2 separate regions of the Rattus norvegicus genome follow, and region 1 is linked to region 2. A link is a contact called in public Hi-C data. All regions are on one chromosome and are shown on one strand. The core of a region is the stretch at or near the end of the contact, and the rest is flanking DNA. Distances in the headings are between cores, read along the strand shown. Region 1 has its middle 290 kb from the start of Veph1. Region 2 overlaps LOC120100839 (a long non-coding RNA gene).

Region 1 (2,765 bases), core at 81-2,580, 250 kb after region 2:
CAAACAGACTGCACTTCACAAGAGCTGTAGCTCGCCGAGCCATCTGAAGACGCACAGCAGAAGAGCTCTGAGGGGTGACGGTCTGGACTTGTACTTACAGTGTCTCCGAGTGTCTGTTTTCATTTAGATAGCAATCCAGATACCACTTTGCGTAACATTCCGGCTCTGGTTTTTCTTTTTCTTTCTTTTTTTTATTTTCTTTTTTTAAAGCTGTTTTTACCAATTGTCTTTACCAAATATCGAATTTTCAGATGTTTACTGATGCTCTAGAATAGTTCAAATCATCTGAAAGAATAGAATCCAAATGGGGGGAAAATCCCAATGGGATGCTTATGAAAATTCTTGTGTTTTATGCAGAGAAATGCTCTAAAATGGAAAAAAATTGTTCTGCCCGCATTTACTATGAAAGGAGAAGTTATCTGTCGTTTGGAATGAATTATGTCATTGTCCTTCTCTTGTTCCTCATTTAGGCCAGAGGCCTATATCAAATGCATTAGATCAGAGTGTAATCATCTTTATAACTAGGTATAGTCTTTTTTTTTTTTTAAGCTCTAAAAATTTTCCTAGCACAATGACACCAGCCCCTCTGTGAGTCAACTGTCATTCCAGGGATTTATGGTAATTCCTCTTCTTGAGCAAAAAGGAAGCTAATTGAAACAAACTCCGCACTCTGTACTAATGCCATTGGAATACAGTGTGCGCTGCCAGTCACAAAGTGACGTGGAAAATGAGGCTGTTCTCAACAACACCACGGCCTCTCAGTTTTATGTATTTTTTAATTTCCTCTATGGAAAATCTGGTCTTCATAAAAGAACTGCTAGAGAAAAATGTGGAAAAAGTTGATTCATTCCATATTTACATTCTTTCTAGTACCTGGAAGTGAACCAAAGACTAAAGTATGCCAAAAAAGAAGTTAGTTAAGTCATTTAGAAAACTCATCTTCCCCCAGGCCAAAGGACAAAGTGCCCTGGTAAAGGTCTGCCTTGAGAATGCAAAGCACCCTCTCCCTAAGGAGACCTGGCTCCCTCACCTCTCCTCCAGCTTCGACGAGGCGAGGCGAGGAGGCGAGGAGGCGAGGAGGCGAGGAGGCGAGGAGGCGAGGAGGCGAGGAGGCGAGGAGGCGAGGAGGCGAGGAGGCGAGGAGGCGAGGAGGCGAGGAGGCGAGGAGGCGAGGAGGCGGGCCTTAAGAAACGGCTGATTCTCCTTCTTGCACAATCTAACCCCACAAACCTCCCCCAGCCTGGGAGTTAGTGTCATCCAAATCCCCAAATTCCTCTTCTGATATATGAACAGATCAAGGCACTTAGCACAAATGAGTCCAACTGCAAGGAAACACCAAGTTTCGGGACAGAGTCTCCGGAAGGCCTCGGGCTTGATCTGCTAATGCTATTGCCAGTTTGCTTTGAAGAGCGGAACAAAATGAAAGCAAGGTGTCTCGCTCACGAGCGGAGGGCGGCCAGTACCTTGCAAAGCTGCCAGATGCCTTTCCCATCCCGCTTGTCGTTAATAGCTTCATTTCATTTCATCTGCAGAGAGAGAGAGAGAGAGAGAGAGAGACAGAGAGAGAGACAGAGAGAGAGACAGAGAGAGAGACAGAGAGAGAGACAGAGAGAGAGACAGAGAGAGAGACAGAGAGAGACAGAGAGAGACAGAGAGAGAGCGCGCTGGAAATGGCATTACTGGTTTTCAGTTATCCAAAAACTTTGGAGCATTGAGAAAGCTGTTACACAAATGTGGCTTTCTCTTGAGGAAGCCAGGGTCACGGGGGTCACAGTGCAATACAGGTCGTGGCTTGTGACTTGCACAGGTAGCAAAGCTGCATCCAAAACAAGACAGTCTTTCCTAATATGCATATGGAGACAAAAATGACCTCTCATCTCAGGAAAGGGAAAGAAATATTGACTCCAAGGTGATGGCCAAGACAGCTCTCAGAAATGTGAGGGTGAAGATTGGTAAGGTGGCTCAATGGGCAGAGCCACTTATAGCACAAAACCCCAGAGACTGGAGCTCTATCCTTAGAGCCCACATAAAGGTAGAAGAACAGAACAAACATCACAAGTTCACCTGACCTCAGCATGGGCACTGGCGATCCCTACATATGCTATACTTTCCTAGTTCTGAGAGTTCAAATTTAATGCTTTCTCGGTGGCAAGCACCTCCCGTCCTCTCATCCATTCCCAGCCCTTCACTGAACTTCTTGGTGGAGTTCAAAACTTGTCGCAGAAACCATATCTATCACCAGACGTGCCCCCAGTTGCCAGTTCAGTGTGTGCTCTTTCAGCTCTGTGTACGGGCCCATGAGCTCGCCCATCTCATTAAAGAAATTCCTTTATCTTAATTACTGCACCATCCTGTAAGATCTCTAAAGATGGAGGTTACATTTTATTCTTTCTATACGTCATAGGCCGTGTCGCGCATATAGATGTTGCTCGATAAGTAGACCTCATAGCCCAAGTAAATTCCACCCAAGTGTTTACTCTTTGTACTCATTCACACTCTGAGTTTTCTAAAGTCTGTCTGGCTCACTGTGATCTTCAAAGGCTTGGACAATCCATGTACAAATGTTCGGGTGAAGCTATTAAAAGCTAATAATGAAAACATCACTTTTTAAAAGAATAGCAAAAGCTAATACTATTTAATATAATCTATTTCACTGATATTCACAAACTTTCATGTATTAATTATTTATACCCATGTCCCAATAGCCTTCCTATTTTTTAATACATTAAGCAACAGCATTATAATTTAAGAAGCCTATCATAACT
Region 2 (2,896 bases), core at 224-2,723:
TCAGCTTGACTGGTCCAAGTTCCGCTTCCCATCTGCCTATGTTCCCATCCTTTTTTCCGTAAAGTGCCTCCTTCAGCCAAGAGGCTCTTTACAATGAGGCACAGGATTTGATTATTGGCTTCTTTCAGCCTTGCCCACCTTCAATTTCAGGGATCCCGATCACAACGCAGTTCTACCAACCTTACATGTTCCACAAGGGGGCACTGTCTGACCATAAAGCTGTGGTGTTTTTGCCTGTAGGCTAAAATACAACCAGAGTCCCCCTAATGTTTTCATTCTGTTATAAGAAATGACCTTATTCAAGCTACGTGCCTCATTGTTATTTCACGGAGAGGAAACAAAAGTAAAAAAAAAAAAAAAGGAAACCATATAATGTTTGTGAACTGCTTTACCATAATTCATTCACGAGGTTTCTGTTAGGCTGTATGGAATCCATTAAGCAGGATATTGAAGCTTATGAATGGAAACCTAGTAATTCCTCTTTAATAACATGAGTATCTTTATTTCTTAAACTTTATTAGGCACTTACTCAAAACATTACTGAAAAACGCTTGTTAATAATATGAATGATGATTTTGATTCCGTTTGCATTATTACTGTGTCTAAAGGCCCCAAACACCAAGTCTGGATTATTCACGGAGGCTGGGAAAATGGCTGGCATTTGAAAGTAAATCTTTGTGCCGGAGCTTAAGTCCATCTTGACACTTCTCACCAACGCTTGTGTGGAAGGTAGAGGCGCCCACCACAGTGATCTTTTTGTGCAGCAGACGCTCACACGTGAGCCTTCAAGAGGTAGTCACCTCTGAGGGTCACGAGTGACTGTGCTTGGCTTTCTATGGGAATAAATGGAAGGAAACAACAAACATGAAGGTAAATTTACAGCTCAGTCTATCTTGTCTTCCTACTGGTTAGACTTCTGAAGATGGGATTAGTGTGTCCTAGTCTACCTCTGTACTGCCGATGAAAAAATCCAGAAAGATTTTTGATTAACATTTGGAAATACACCCAAGAAATCTACTAAAGCTCTTGGGATTTCACAGCAGAGTGATTTAGTATATGAGAATTGATCAGGACTCAGGAAGATCCCCTTACTTGAAAATTTAAAGAGAACCTTCATCCTGCATGGGATGGAGGCCGGTGGCAAAAAGGCTCAGTCAGGTCTGAGGAGGCTCATCTTGCTGGTCAACCTCTGTGCAGCAGAGAGCTATGTATTCCTGCCAGAAAAGGGCTCTGTGTAAACAAACCAGAAATCTAGCTGGAAGTTAAATTAAAAAAATATTGAAGTTATTTTGATAAAAACCTAATTCAATTGCTCTCATTTAAAGTGACTTGGTATGTCTAGAGACACAGGTGACTTTGAAGGCCATCTCTAGTGAAGACTCTCATGATTACATCTTCTCGGACCTCTCCTCTGACACATGGCCTCTGACTCATCTAAATTCCTCCTTGAAAATCCCATGGAGGAGGTGACTCAGCCATACCAAAGCAAGTAAGTCCACAGTGGAACAAACTGAGGCTCACCGCAGCTCTGAGAAAGCCCATCCTCCAGGCTCACTGTTTGCCTGAATCAGGAGTGGTCCTGATATGTACTCAATCACTAGGACCAGGGACCTCAGAGTCATCTCAGCACCCAACACCGGCTCTTCCAAAGCTTGAATGCATTGGTCCCCCTGACTCCATATCTAAAAGCACATCTTTTTTTATTTTCTTCCGTCTCATGTTTCAATTTATTTGCAGGTCTCTGCCTCTGGCCTGACTCCTGTAGCAGCCTGTAATTGAGTCCTGTTTCCTTCCCTAACAATGCAGCTCTATACAGAAACAGTTACTATCAAAATATAGATTTGATTGTAGAGCCTTCTGTTTAAAACCCTTTCATAGCTCACTGTACACAGCCTAAAATCCAAATCTGAACCCATGATCATGGTCCACAGAGGCCTATAAATTCTGTCTTGTCTTTTGGCTGGTATGACCTTACGTGTTACCACACTACTAGATTAGTGAGTTGCAAAATTTTTTTTTAATCTTTATTAACTTGAATATTTCTTATTTACATTTCGACTGTTATTCCCCTTCCCAGTTTCCGGGCCAACATCCGCCTAACCCCTCCCCATCCTCTTCTATATGGGTGTTCCCCTCCCCATCCTCCCCCCATTACCGCCTTCCCCCCCACCCGAGTTGCAAAATTCTTACCTAGCATGACTTGTGATGTTTCTCCAAGACATCTCTGATCCCCTATCTAGAGGCTCAGTGCTTACATCCTAATTCCCCACTTACCCCTTCCTGACATCTTCTCAGCCTATTATTTATTAACTTATTTTCTATTTATTTTCTTTCTCTTCAACAATGCAACCCTCAAACCTAGCTCAGTAAAACTCACTATGCATAGCAGGTATACAAAAAGCATGACTACTTGAATAATAGAACTTGTCTACAACTCTCAATGTCTTAGCTAGAGTTTTACTGCTGTGTACAGACACCATGACATGACCAAGGCAACTTTTATAAGGACATCATTTAATTGGATTGGCTTAGGGGTTCAGAGGTCTATCATCCTCAAGGCAGAAGCATGGTAGCATCCAGGCAGGCATGGTGCAGGAGGAGCTCAGAATTCTACATCTTCATTCGAAGGCTGTTAGTGGAAAACTAACTTCTAGGCAGCTAGGGTGAGGGTCTTAGGCTCATGCCTACAGTGACACACCTACTCCGAGGCCACATCTCCTAAGAGTATCACTCCCTGGGCTAAGCCTATACAAACCATCACACTCAATTCTTTCAAAATAAAAAACAAAAGAAGTTCCTATTTTTCCTCTACTACTTCGAAATACCAAATGTGTAGTGCTTATATGGTGATTATCTGGAGACCTCTTATGTTTCCTGTGGACATCAGAACCCACTG

What was found. Hi-C and Micro-C count contacts between places; a contact is called where the count stands out from the background.
Region 1: a Hi-C map of the Rat2 cell line shows a contact between it and region 2, with 4 times the contacts expected there. The contact joins two enhancer-like sites. A contact is called at or near these places in 2 of 12 Hi-C or Micro-C datasets (the A7r5 cell line and the Rat2 cell line).

The regions. Positions count from the first base shown.
Region 1 is chr2:153,134,916-153,137,680 of GRCr8, forward strand. No RefSeq gene overlaps it. Among named protein-coding and RNA genes, the nearest start is that of Veph1, 290 kb to the left of the region's middle. Within about 2 kb of position 1,331, at least 2 of the 93 cell types and tissues checked have an H3K27ac peak or open chromatin away from gene starts, as enhancers often do.
Region 2 is chr2:152,880,403-152,883,298 of GRCr8, forward strand. The region is part of intron 1 of LOC120100839 (a long non-coding RNA gene); the gene reads left to right. Among named protein-coding and RNA genes, the nearest start is that of Veph1, 35 kb to the left of the region's middle. Within about 2 kb of position 1,474, at least 6 of the 93 cell types and tissues checked have an H3K27ac peak or open chromatin away from gene starts, as enhancers often do.